Regions from separate parts of the Sus scrofa genome. Here all the other regions are linked to region 3. Evidence: chromatin contacts called from public Hi-C and HiChIP or PLAC-seq data. All regions are on one chromosome and are shown on one strand. Each heading gives the region's core, a stretch centred on a gene start, on an enhancer-like site or on the middle of the called end of the contact. The rest is flanking DNA. Distances are from core to core; before and after follow the strand shown. Region 1 overlaps LOC110256014 (a long non-coding RNA gene). Region 2 overlaps ABCA1 (ATP-binding cassette, sub-family A (ABC1), member 1). Region 3 holds the start of ABCA1 (ATP-binding cassette, sub-family A (ABC1), member 1).

Region 1 (4,239 bases), core at 1,664-4,163, 69 kb before region 3:
ACTCCAGGATAATTAGAGAAGAAAGTGAGAAATTTAGTGGCAGTTTTCCTAACCAGCTCCAAGTACCTGTCCCATTGGGGGAGGGCAGGTTATGTTCAAATGCATACAGCAGTGAAAGGAGTTGAGTTTCAGCCATGCCTTTTACTGGTTGTGTGATGTGGGGAAACCACTTACCCTCTCAAGAGTCTCGGCTTTATCCTTTGCAAAACGTTGATCACACCACTTACTGCATAGGGCTGTGGAGGACCATATGGGAATTCAAGTAAAAGTGTCTCTTCTACCAAAGGGCTCACTGTGGCCAACGTTCTCAACACACGAGATGATGAGGTAAGTCCCCAAGCAGCTTTTTCCCTGCCAACTCCACCAGGCAGGCGACTCAGAGGCATCTTGACAGCATCCGCAGCACATGATCTCCCTTAGTCACCTCAGGGAGGCTGTGAGGCAGGGTTACATTAGGGCAAAAACAGTCCAATCATGGTCTGTCTTTATCAGCTCCAGCAGCAACACCGACTTGGAGCACCAGGCAGTGTCCCTGACTGGACACTCAAGGGAGGGGAGTCTTGGAAAGAGATGAGGCTGGGAGGGGGCTGACTGGCAGGCTTGCAGCCTTTTCTGCTCCCCGTGCACTTCCCTTTTGGTAGGTGTGTGTTTCCCCGGCCTCTTCAGGAGGGGAGCAGAGCTGATTTTGCTTTTGTGATTTTGAGGAACAGCTGGGGCACTGAGGGGCAGGTGGAGCCAGGAGGAGTGTGATTTGGTTCCATGCACCTCCCTAGGAGATGCACTTTTTTGCCTCACAGGAAACCCTATGGTTTCTATAAACATGGATGCGGGCCAACTCCCAGATATGTAGGACTGAGAATGGAATTTTCAGGAAAGCAAGGCATTCCTGCCCTTTGAAGCTCCTATCCTGTTTTCCACCTGTGTGCATAGTAGTGTGGGTGCTAAGCATGTCTGCTGAATGAATGCAAGATCCCTCATATGGGAAAAGTCATAAGAAAGCATTCACTTAGTCTACTGCCAGATACAATTGCAGCTTCTCGCTGGGCTAGTCTGGGGTTGAAAATGTGTTCAATTGGTTATAAATTCAACCATTAAACACCTTATCAACAAACCCTAAGCAGTGTACTCTGTCCTTGCCCTCAATGAGCTAACAAGACAACTATCTCCTAGAAGGGGTGGTCTTTTTTACTTCTTTAATGGAAACCTGCGATCAATGGAAACCTCCATTTATTTATTTATTTATTTATTAATTCATTTATGTTTTGCCCCAAAGTGGCATATGAAGGTTCCCAGGCTGGGGGTTGAATCAGAGCTACAGCTTCCAGCCTGTGCCACAGCCACAGCCACAGCCACTTGGGATCTGAATTGCCTCTGCAAACTACACCACAGCTCACGGCAACACCAGATCCTTAACCCACTGAGCAAGGCCAGGTATGGAACCCACATCCTCATGGATACTAGTCTGGTTGGTTTCTTATGAGCCACAAGGGGAACTCTGGAAACCTCCAGTTAGGAGAACATCTTTACCTTCCTCATGCATGGGTCACTCATCCCATAGACCTTGAAGCTCTCACATTAGGTCTGTGGGTCAGGGGATGGGGGAACCTAACCTTGGGCTTTGAGCTTTTTATTTCTTTAAAATGGGGCACAAAATAGCTCTGCTGGTCTGTGTGATCACAGAACAACTTTCCTCAGTCTCAGTTTCCCCATCTGCAAAAGGGAAACAGTAACAGTTTTATAGGTTTCAGATAAGGATGGAAGCAGGCCTATGAGTGGGGCCTTGTAAAATGCCCTAGCCTGTCAGTTATTAGCACTAGGGCCAAAAAACCCACCTCAAATCAGGGAATCATTTGTGGAAACTGGTAACTGCCCTTTACTGATTGGGTGATCTTGGGCAAATTACATAAACTCGCTGCACCTCAAGTTTCCTCTTTTTTACATAGAAGGACACCTTGTCTGTTGGAAAGCATGATTTAAAAGAACGCAGTGGCACCCTCAGCACCGTGTCAGGCATAAAAACAGCACTCAGTCGGTGGTTCCCTCCCCGCACCACTCAGGGACCTCATTCCTGCTTGACGACTATGTGACAGCGTTTTCCCAGACCGCTCGATGCCCCCAGCCTAGAGGCCTTCTGCCCCGCCTCCGGCCACACCCGAGGCTCCACGAAGTGCAGACTTGGAGAAACTTGCAAAGAACAAAACCACCCGTCAAGGCCCGAGCCTGCCTGCCCGCCCGCACGCGCATGCGTGCCTGAGCCACCGCTCGGAGCGGCGCCTGCTAGTTACCTTTCACCTAGTTCTGCCGGCTAGCTGCGCGGGGTAACTCGAGGGTAGACTCGGAGCCCAGAGCGCTTGCGCGCAGTTCGCTCCGCGCCGCTCCCGGGCGGCCAGAGCGTTTATTTTTTGGTGGTTTTGGTTCCCCTCTAAAATGAAGGGTGTGGGCTTCGCAGATGTGCCCTAATTTCTGGGTCTGTCGGGGCTGGGCACAGTCTCAGGACGGTGGGGCGATCCAGGCCCCCTGAGCCGTCACCCCCGCTCATCCCTCCGCCTCAGACTTCGCCTTGCTTGTCTTCCCCCTGCCCCTCTGTTGTCTTCACATTCCGCCTTTTTCCACAACTGGCCGGGATTCAGCTCTGCCCTCTCCGCATATCCTTTTACCCGAAAGGCTCTTAGGAAAGGAGCCCCGGGTTTCCGAATGGGTCACGCGCCCGCAGAAAAGCCCCATGGGCACAAAGTTAATGTTCCTGTTCATGCCAGGGAGGGTCCCGGACTTAAAGACAGGTTTGACGTGAAAAGAAGCACATTCTGGGTTTTTTTTTTTTTTTTTTTTTTTTTTTTTCACTTCGCATTGGCTACGTTGAAGATAGCGGAGGCCTCCTCGGGGTTACTATAGGGCACCGGGCGGGGCGTGCGCGGCTCTGGGGGAGGGAAGGTTTCCTCGTTCTCAGAAACCACAGTCGCAGAGACGCTTCTAATTGTCAGGCGAGGTTTTCAGTTCCCAACCACAAAACCCCTTGTTATCGGGGGTCCTTGTTATCTCCTCTCCTTTAGGGGTCCTCCCTCTCTGACATCTGACCGAATTAGGGGCCGGGAACACGATCTAGAATGGGGGAGAAAAACCACTTGTGTGCAGACAACCCTCTCCTTCTGTGTGCTGTTCCCCTCTCTTCCTTCCTCTGGTTCCTGCAATCTAGTAACGACCCTACACGAAAGAAGGCCGATTTGGGTTCTTCCAGGCTGTACCACCGACCCCAGTGATTTAGAATAAGTCCCTTTCCCTCTCCAGGATCAATATCCTCATCTGTAAGATGTAGGGGTTAGTCTGGATGATCCTTCAGGCCTTTAAACGTGAGATTTTCAATTCTATAATGTCATGTCGCCTCCATCTCAGCATGGCCAGCAGGGAATGCTGTTAAAGAGAATTACCATCAGAGTTACAAGTTTGTTCCATGATTGGACAATTTGAGGTTTTTTAGGTTTCTCTGAAAGATTGCATAACTGTCTCAAGACATTGCATTTAAGGTTAAGTATATAGGTCATTTCCCCACTGTCCTAATAGACATGAGGGCACCCACTCCGAATTATATTTCTTTGACTATGCCATTGCCCCAACACAGTGTGTAGTACAGCCAGTTTATTCTCTTAAGGAATAGAGGAAAATTTTTGACTAGCAAGGATAGGGGTCTTATGCTTTCATTTTAACATGAATAGATTTTTAAAACTCGTGAGCAGATAAATATATCACATGAGAAAAAATGTGAAGGCTGAACATAGAGAAACCATTTAGAAAAATGTTAATCTGATAAATCCTAAATGAGTCCATACATTTTAACAGATTAGTATAAAATCCTGCACTTAGTTAAAAAAATTACTAACATACTTTATAAGGAGGATGGAAATGAGGTGCTAATAAATATGGAGCTTCTTTATATTTCTATGTTATGTAATGCTTATAATGATACAATGAGTTGAGTACAAAACAATTGTTTCCATTTTTCTGAGGAAGAAACTGAACCAAAAGAGATTGAATATCTGGCCCAAGGTCACACAAGTAGCATGTGATAAAAATGAAATCTAGGGTTTCTAAGGCCAGGCCTTCTCTTTATGAGAGTGCCTTCCAATAATGGGTGTGTGTGTGTGTGTGTGTGTGTGTGTGTATTTACTTGGCACTCATGGAGGTGGGGTGTGGAGAAATGGAAAGACCAGATTTGTCTGGATGTGAGGGAGAGTATAGACATTT
Region 2 (4,638 bases), core at 2,108-4,607, 100 kb after region 3:
AGGCTTCAACTTTTTGTCTTCAGGAGCCAGCCTACCATTCAGTCATGTAATAATCATGGGACAGTTGCTCTCACAAGGTGGTGCTTATAATATTCTCACTCTTATTTTTCAGATATTCCTCAAAGTGGCTGAAGAGAGTGGGGTGGACGCTGAGACCTCAGGTAACCCTCTAGGAGGCTGCACACTGTTGGTTCTGCCACCTCCAGGCTGTCTTAGCTCACCTGGCTTGTGCTTTTTCTTTCACATTGTTTTATGACAATCTTTATTTTACTTTTTTGAATTAAAAAAAAATTTTTTTTTTTGGTCCACGGTGTGTGGAAGTTCCTGGGCCAAGCATCAAACCTGTGCCACAGTAGTGACCCGAACCACATCCGTGACATCACTGGATCCTTGACTACTAGCCACCAGAGAACTCCTTAGTGTATAGATCTGTCACAGATGTGGAGAGTTTGTTTTGTTACAAATAAACTAAAATGTGGGGTTCCTTCCCTTTGTCTTCAGATGGCACCCTCCCAGCGAGACGAAACAGACGGGTCTTCGGGGACAAGCAGAGCTGTCTTCGCCCATTCACTGAAGACGATGCTGCTGATCCAAATGATTCCGACGTAGACCCAGGTCCGTTTGGGCAAGTGATGCATTCCATTGCTTGAAAGTGAATGTCTCTCTTATGTTCTTCCTTAGTATTATCTTTTGATGTCCTTGAACTAGGATGATAGGTACCTACAGGGTCCAAAGGGAAGAGAGAGAATGAGAAAAGCTGCTTTCCCTTTTCCAGTGCTGTGCATACGGTCAAACGTGAAAGCACCTGTCCTCGTCGCTTCCGTCACGGCACTGAGACCTTTCTGTCTATACACCTCAGAAGACGGCCCCTCAGTCTTCTGAATCCATTGATTATCTTTTCTGTAAAGTCCTAGTTTTCTTGCAGTCATTAGGTGTTTAGTTCATTAGGTGTTAAATGTTTGTTTGAATGGATGGTCGGTTTTGAAAGAACAGGGTGATTTTGCTTTTAGCATTAATTGCACCCTTGGACTTGGCTATTTTGGATGAGTGTGTCCCTGTGGCTGACTGGGATGGGAAGGGGAGGCAAGAAATCAAGCAAATATTGGCAAGATGTCAAGCTACTGCAGTTAAAAAATCCTGTATTAAAGCCAAGGATGTCTGTAAAATTTTTAGGAAAGAAACCTCCCTGGCTCTCCCATCCCTGTGCACGTGAATATGTGAGTCTGGTGTTCTCTCTAACTTCATACATCATCAGTACCTCGAGCACTGAAAGGTGTCCACCTTTTACCAAAAATAGAATAGATGGGAGACAAAGTGCCATCATGGGTTCTCAAGAGTGTCAGCCTGCATGTATGGTCTGTTTTGTAAAATATTGTGTAAGAAATCGAGGATGACTTGCGCCATCTGAATGGCTTCTGTAACACCATTCATTATGTGTGAACATGTCTCTTCAGTTGTCTCAGGGCGTCTTCATTTTCTGTATTCATCAGACAAGAACCCAAAGGCAGAGGCTGCTGCTGTTACACTTTGGGGGTCAGAACTTTTTCTCAGACGTGTATGTGTCATGAAGGCCCTTACACCTTTACTTTCCATTCAAATGCAAGCCTCAGAGATGGTTGCTGAAGATGCTGGAGGGAGGAGCATGGAGATGTCAAAAATGCCTGACAGAATAGGTGACCTTCAGTGTTGGCTTTTCTTCAGAATCCAGGGAAACAGACCTGCTCAGCGGTATGGACGGCAAGGGCTCCTACCAAGTGAAGGGCTGGAAACTCACTCAGCAGCAGTTTGTGGCCCTTTTGTGGAAGAGGCTGCTGATTGCCAGGCGGAGTCGGAAGGGATTTTTTGCTCAGGTGAGAGGTGCTGTTCCAGGCCAAGGATGCAGGATCCCTGGATGGGCTGTAGGCTCCCTGACCAGTGAAGGCAGAGACATCATCATGAATATGAGATAGATGCTGGAGCCAGATCATCTGTATTTCAATCCTGATTCTGCTTGGTACACTCATATCTTTTGACGGGTTACTTCTCTAAACCTCGATCTCCTTATCTATAAAATGGGAATAATAATAATAACTTGACATATTGTTATGAAAATTAAAATGAGTAAGTGCTTAGAATGGGCCTCACACTAGTAATTACCATGTGTTAGGTTTATCATAAAGGAGAGCATAACTAGGATAAAGTTTAGAAAAACTGGCTGGATGAATTAAACTTTGCTAACTTCAAAGAGGATATGCCTAGATGCACTTGACATATGGACTTATTGGAAACTTGATTTTTCTCCAAGTTGATGTTTAATTGCAAACTGTTAGAAAAGATAACCAGAGGTCAGAAAAAAAAAAGTGCTAAACAGAGAAGACTCTTTCCACTCTTGCCTGCATATTTGCATGTGAACTTGCTGGGTAAGGGATGAAATTATTCCACTCTAAATCAAGAAATGTAAAGAAAGAGGTTACAGAGTTTCTTCCCTCTAGACAGTGTGGGGAATGCAAAGAATATGAGTTTGGAGCATACAGACTTAGATTTGAGTTGCGGTTGTGTTACTGGCTCTGTGGCCTTGGGCAAGTTACTTAAGTCTCTGAGCCTCAGTTACCTTGTTTGCTGATTAGCCATAGTGATGCTACTACTTAGGGTTGTAATGATAATTAAATGAGAGGATGCTCATTCAATATTTTCCCATGGAATTAATTTTCTGCATTGAAACTGGAGAACATTAGAAGCGGGGGCATCTTTGAATCAGTTTTTTAGGGCTAAATTTCTTCCTAAATAAATGGAAGAAGCTAAAAGAGTTTACTTAAAAGTATGTACAAGTCATTGTTTTCAGATAAAACAGGTGTTCAGGTGTTTAAGATGGTTTAACAAGGCTTTGGGTTAATTATGCTTTTTGAGGCTAAGGGGGTGGAGTGGTGGTGGCTGCTATTCTCATTCAATAGAGTAGTGCTGTAAAGTGGTTTTATCAGAGTATGAGATCTCAATGGGTCATCCAGTCTGTCTGCAGACTACAAATGAGAAAACTGAGGCCAGAGGGGACCTGACTTCACATAGATGTACTTGTAGTAGAGACAAAATGAAGCTGCAAGTTTTCTGGTTCTTGGTCCAGGCTTGTGCTCTCAGCTTTCCCCTGAGCTGAGCTGAGCTTTCAGGGTTTTCAGGGAAAAGAGGGACCCAGTGTTCTGAGTCACCCTGGCATGTGACCACTGTTCACTCTGTGAAGTTCTCAGCTTGATGCCCCTGCCAGGTGGCCACAGACTCTGGCCTTGTGTTGTCAGCTTTCAGAATTGCCCTGGAGGGAAGAGGTTTCGATTGCAGTCTCGGCCTGCAACCTGCCAAGAATGCCTTGGAGGAGCTGAGCCCAGACCTGTACACATCCGAGTGCAGGCTGATCTGGGAGACTGGCTGGACTCCCAGGGCCTTGCCCATGGCCTTCTTTCTAACCCTTGCCCTTCTGCAATTTCTCTTCCCCCCCACCCCTGATTATAGATTATCCTGCCAGCTGTGTTTGTCTGCATTGCCCTAGTGTTCAGCTTGATTGTGCCACCCTTTGGCAAGTACCCCAGCCTGGAACTTCAGCCCTGGATGTACAACGAACAGTACACATTTGTCAGGTGTGTGTTGGCCTTCCCTGCCAAGGTGGGAGGAGAGCTCAGGAAGGGTGTTTACTATGCTGAAGGCCAAGGGGAAGGGGCCTGGATTTATCAGCTGTGGCTACAGCCCTCATATGAACTCATATAAGATGCAAAGGATAGCCGTGAACAAAACTGAACTAATGGGCCAGCCCTCTTGCTGCATCTGAACTCTTTCTTCTTTATATGTTGTTGTCAGGAACATAGGTGTTTTATGTAAATAATCTGCCCTTGCAAAATCTATAATTGAGCTATAATATATTTGGGTTTACATAACTGCGTCTTTATTAACATGGGGCTTCCACACACTGTCAAAGCATCACACCTCCAGGTTCTTGTTTTCTGCATGGTGCAATCCATGTATTTATTATTTAGTCTTTTTTAAGTTATAGATAATGGCTAGTGTTTCTTTTTTTCTTTTTTTTTTTAGATGTAAACTTTTATTTTTTTCTTTCTTTTTTTATTACTCAATGAATTTATTACATTTGTAGTTGTACAATGATCATCACAATCCAGTTTTATAGGATTTCCATCCCACAACCTCAGTGCATTCCCCACCCCCTACCCCTGCCAACTGTCAACTTTGGAAACCATAAGTTTTTCAAAGTCTGTGAGTCAGTATTCTGCAAAGAAGTTCATAAAAGTTATCACGCTAAGTGAAGTCAGTCAGACAATGAGACACCAACATCAAATGCTATCACTTACATGTGGAAGCTAGTGTTTTTCTTTAGATGAGGAAAATACCAGCTACTGCATAACAATCCAAGGCTACAAACACATGGGACTGCAGGAATTTTCCTCAGTCCCATGGTATTCACAGACCTTTCAATGGGAGACATGTGCCAATGATGTCAAAGGGAAGCTCTAAAAAAAGGAAAAAAGTAAACATATGAATAGTCTCTTTTTCTCAAATTCCATGCTTCCTTCCTATTTAGTGCAGGTTTACGTTCTTCTTTCCTTTCCCAACCTTGTGTTGCCCAGGATTATGGAACACAGGCTTATGTTTTCCAGTTGTCTG
Region 3 (4,399 bases), core at 147-2,646:
GTCCTTTGACCTAGACAAGAGGGACTCCTCTTCTGGGCTCTGGGCCTCAAAAGGCTTGGCTCTGGCCAGCCTCGCACCTCATCCTTTCCTAAGGGTGGGCAGTCCACAGGACCCAGGGGCCATGCCACCAGAGTTATGAATAGGTGGGACCCTAGAATTCCATACCCTAAGGCCTCTAAGTATGTTTCCAGAGTCTGCCAGGGCCTTCCCAAAGGATCCGTCCTGAGTGTTAACAAAACCACTGACATGTGTACCTGGGTTCAAATCATGGCCTTGATTGAGTGTGGAGGGGCTTGTGCAGCTTGGGGTCCACATACATAGCTGGAGGTTATTCTGGAATATGATGGAGCTGGGGCAGGAAGAGAAAGGGGTCTGATGGTCAGCTCTTCCACTCCACCATTTTTTGCCAAACCCAAGTTACAGCCTGAGGAATCCATACTTCCAGGTTGCTCCAAAGGTATCTTTGTCAAGGTAGAAGATATTTTTACAGTTTGTTGGCTTGTTTTATGAGTTAAATAATTAAAGTATATGGCCCTCCATTTGTACACTTGCTTCTGTTCCTCCAATGTATGGGCCGTCTTGCTCCTGTCAAAGCCAATGCCAGAAGAAGTTGGTGAACTGGAATGGTTATGTAATTTTACAAGACTGTGATTCTCCAGCTGCACTTTGAGAATTTGTAGAAACCAAAATACAAGCCATATGTATTCATCTGTCACTGAGCCGCTGACCAATATGATGAAAATTAAAAGGGAGTTGGTCCACATTCTTTGTTTTTGTTTGTTTTTGTGGCCTCCCTCCTCCTCCCAGTTTGCAAAGAAAAGGAGCAAGACCACTTTTCAGGGGTCCTCCCTGGGAATCCTAAAAGTAATACTGAATTGAATTCCAAAGCCAGGGTTGGTGGTGGAAAACACACCCAGCCAATCGTCCAGGGGACCGCTTTGTCCCACATCCTGGGCATTTGAAAGGAGAAGACTAAAGGGTTAGCATCTTGAGGGGTTTGGGCCTAGAGTTCTGTTCCCCTCCCCACCTCCCCCAGGTCCTTCAGACTGAAAAAGTTAACAAAGGAACAAAAACTGCTGAAAGCACGAGATTAGAGGAAGCGATTTCTACTAGTGCTTCTGGCTGCCCTGAACGTGCAGGAGAGTCTCTAGCGGGCGCAGCCCCCTTCCCCGATTTTCCCTCTGGTCCTGGGCAGACGAGCCCAGCAGGGGCGAGAGGTTCAGACCCATGCCGGGGCAAGGCGGGCTGCACCACCACCTGCGCCCTCCGCCCCCAGTGGGCGTGAGAGGCGGTTGTCGCCCATTTAAGGGGCGGGGCGCAGCTCCACGTGCTTTCTACTGAGTGACTGAACTACATAAACAGAGGCCGGGAAAACGGGCGGGGAAGGAGGGAGAGAACAGGCTTTGACCGATAGTAACCCCTGTGCTCAGCGCCGCCGAATCTATAAAAGGAACTAGTCGCGGCAAAACCCGGGTAATTCCGAGGAAGAGTGAGTGCAGCCGGGGCCTTGAGGACACCTCTCTCCCCTGGCGAAGGTGGGCTGGACAGGGGTCTCCGCGCTACCAGCGCCGCCACAGCCAATTTCTCCAGGCACTTTGCTCCTCTTCCCACACTTCTCGGGAAGGATTTTTCAAGGGGCAGGGGCAAGAGACGCAAACACAAAAGTGGAAAACAGGTAAGACGCTCTTCAGCAACTCGGGCGTTACTGTTTTGTTTCGGGGCCGAGGGGAATTTGCGAAGCTCTGGGTTTCGGAGACTTTAGTCCGAACCCCCACATTCCCACCTCCTGCAGGGCAAATGGGGCGGGGGCAGCGTAAGTGGGGGAAGGCGTCCTAGGATGAGCTGTGGCGACCCCAAGACACGGCGCCGCTACGCTCAGAACTCGCCGGGCGGTGGAGCGGAAGGAGCATCTCTGAGCGCGGAGACCAGGGCGCAGTACTTAAGGGGCAGTGGAATCGGGGGCTTCCGGTGTTGCTGGGGGTGCTGCGCTCGGAGTCGGGAGAGTGGCAGGTCTGGCACCGAGCTCTTCCCTTTGTTCGGAAGCGCCTGAGCCGGCTGGAAACCTCTTCTGCTGCTGGTCGGACGGCGCACATCAGGACAATTGTCCGCCCTTAGTTCTTAAGGAGCTGGTCTGAGTTGGGCTTTGACCTGGGAGTCGGTCCCGTGCACCCCGAGACTGGAGCTGAGCTTTCTTTGCCCGCAAGAACGCGTCTGGGAGGTGTCCCAAACCGGGTTCGTAGCGCTATTGTTCCTTTGAGGCTTCGGGGGCTTTGTTTAACCTGGGGGTCTGCCAACGGTCTCTGCACGCTCTCTGGAGCTGGAATCCCTGGCGCAGCCGGAGACGAGTTTCGTTTCTTTTAAAAACCTTAGGCTTAAGAGAGGAGGGCCTGTGGAAACCGGGAGCTGAGGTGTCCATTCCCCTGCCCACCCCCCCATCTTCCTGCCCTTTGCTGCTTGTCTGCTGGGGGGCAGCTTCAGACTGGGCAAGGATGGGGAAGCTGGGGCGAGATGGTGAAGCAGAATGACCGAGAGTAACCCCGGAGGGCGGTGCAGAACTCGGAGCGTGGCGGCCGGCTGGGCTTCGCGGTGGGGGCAGGGAGGGCTGGGCGCCGGCTGCCAGTGGCCATGGGGGGACTGACCCACAGCGCCTCCTGGCCGAGTCGCCTGGGAATGGGCCGGTTGGCTGGAGTGGAGCCGGGCTCTAGGAGGCATTGTCGGGCTCCGACTGAGATCCGGTAAAGGCTGATGGTTGCAGACTGGGAGGAAACCTGGGGGATGAGGCGAAAGCTCATCTGGTTGTTTTCTTAGAATGGTTTCCTACTCCCTGAGTGTTGCTAAACCAAAGGTTCTAGGGGCGTGGGTCAGTGCCAGGGTTGTGTGTAGGTGCCTTTTTTTCAGTACTTATCAGAAAGAAGAGAGTAAACAAAATAAAAAACAATAGAGACAGAGAAGGAGAAAGAAAAAGGGAGAGACTGCGAAAGAGAAATAAGGAAAAAGAAAGAAAAGTGACGCTAGAAATAATGGGCCCTTGTCTTTTGCAACATCGGTACCATTAGCTTTTAAAAACAGACTTTTTAGTGACACTTAGAGTGAGTGAGTGGTATATATACATTCATATAATAGAAGACAAAATTGATAAAAAAAAAATTCCTTGGTGATGAAAATCAGTAAGTCACTTTCTAAGCCTAATCCCCACCTCCCCACAAACACCTCACCAAATCTTCCAGGTTCAAAAACAGAGTTTTACTGGTTCTTTTAACAGTAGTTTGGGACTCAATTTTAAGTTTTGATCTTCTTTTCAGACAAAACTTAAATCCTAATTTTAAAAAAGTACTTAATTTCTCATCTCCCCTTTAATTTTGGCCCAATTTCCTCATGCCTACCGCAAAATTAGTGGCCACTGTTTGTTGTTCATATCTTTCTCTTGAGGCACTTCTCCCACCGCTCCCAAAGAAAGTATGAAAGCATAGGGAAGCTTCCAGAGTAGACTCTCTTCTGATAATATAATAATTTTCAAGTACAAAGTTTCCATTGTCAGCCTGTAAAATGTTTAATTAATAACTGATAGAATTTGGGGAAAACATTGGATATGCAGAGCACATTGGTATTTACTTGAGAAAAAGCAATAGAATCAAAGTGATCAGCCTTCAGTGACCACAGTGCATTTAAGGGATAAGAATTGCTACTGTAGTCAGAGTAATTATGAGCACCTTTTCAGGGACCAAGCCTGGTGTTCCAGAATAATGTGTATGATTTTAAGGAGACTCCTCTGATGTTATGTGTTTCCCCTCCAGATAAACCTTTGAAATCTTAACCCTTACAAGTATTTCAATTTATATCCAAATCGAGGCCTGTGATGGGCCCTGGACACATTTTGGCTTAGAACATATTTACAGTTAATGTGAGAAAGTAGCTTAAGATGGGAAAAGGGTGATTAGGACTTGGTTGTTTTCAACCTCTGCTCTAGGAAGTCTTAATGCTTATATTATTAAAAATGAATAAAACCAAATGAAACTCAGCCAGGCTGCTTTTTCTTATCTTCCATAATATTTACCTTATATGGAGAGAAGTTGGAATATTTTTCCACTAAAAAAATTTTTTAGGGCTCTTCCTTTACATAAATCAAGTTGCTTATGCTATATTTGTAGTGATTTTAAATTGCCAATATCTTTGCTCTTTCAGTTTTCAGCTCCTAAAATAATTACGTAGTCATTGTCTTAGACTCCAATTATGGACCTTTTGAGAATTTAGAAAGTACCAGTAGATATGTGTTTTCTTGCATTTCTAAAGTACTCTAAATCCACATATATTTTTATTTACTATCTGATATTAAAGAAATAATGCAAATATAATGCTTGTTTTGGTCAATTACCTGGGTGTCAGATTTTAAAGATCTTTC

The links. A called contact is a pair of places that touch in the nucleus more often than the background predicts. HiChIP or PLAC-seq counts read pairs in DNA pulled down with a chosen protein or histone mark.
Region 1: an H3K27ac HiChIP or PLAC-seq map of alveolar macrophages shows a contact between it and region 3. The contact joins the enhancer-like site here to the promoter of ABCA1 in region 3. A contact is called at or near these places in 1 of 5 promoter capture datasets (liver), 11 of 47 Hi-C or Micro-C datasets (alveolar macrophages, brain, embryonic fibroblasts and 4 more) and 2 of 2 datasets of contacts at active chromatin or transcription factors (alveolar macrophages and skeletal muscle).
Region 2: a contact with region 3 is called in a Hi-C map of liver, with 7 times the contacts expected there. The contact joins the enhancer-like site here to the promoter of ABCA1 in region 3. A contact is called at or near these places in 1 of 5 promoter capture datasets (liver), 3 of 47 Hi-C or Micro-C datasets (all in liver) and 2 of 2 datasets of contacts at active chromatin or transcription factors (alveolar macrophages and skeletal muscle).

The regions. Positions count from the first base shown.
Region 1 is chr1:246,346,070-246,350,308 of Sscrofa11.1, reverse strand. It overlaps LOC110256014 (a long non-coding RNA gene), which reads right to left. Exons shown (of 3, transcript XR_002337123.1): 3 at 2,847-3,408. Among named protein-coding and RNA genes, the nearest start is that of ABCA1, 70 kb to the right of the region's middle. Within about 2 kb of position 2,913, at least 71 of the 83 cell types and tissues checked have an H3K27ac peak or open chromatin away from gene starts, as enhancers often do. A contact at or near this core is called in alveolar macrophages, brain, embryonic fibroblasts and 3 more, where this site is marked.
Region 2 is chr1:246,173,815-246,178,452 of Sscrofa11.1, reverse strand. It overlaps ABCA1 (ATP-binding cassette, sub-family A (ABC1), member 1), which reads left to right. Exons shown (of 51, transcript NM_001317080.1): 27 at 113-161; 28 at 502-615; 29 at 1,702-1,850; 30 at 3,478-3,602. Among named protein-coding and RNA genes, the nearest start is that of ABCA1, 100 kb to the left of the region's middle. Within about 2 kb of position 3,357, at least 8 of the 83 cell types and tissues checked have an H3K27ac peak or open chromatin away from gene starts, as enhancers often do. A contact at or near this core is called in liver and skeletal muscle, where this site is marked.
Region 3 is chr1:246,275,489-246,279,887 of Sscrofa11.1, reverse strand. ABCA1 (ATP-binding cassette, sub-family A (ABC1), member 1) reads left to right here and starts at 1,396. Exons shown (of 51, transcript NM_001317080.1): 1 at 1,396-1,675.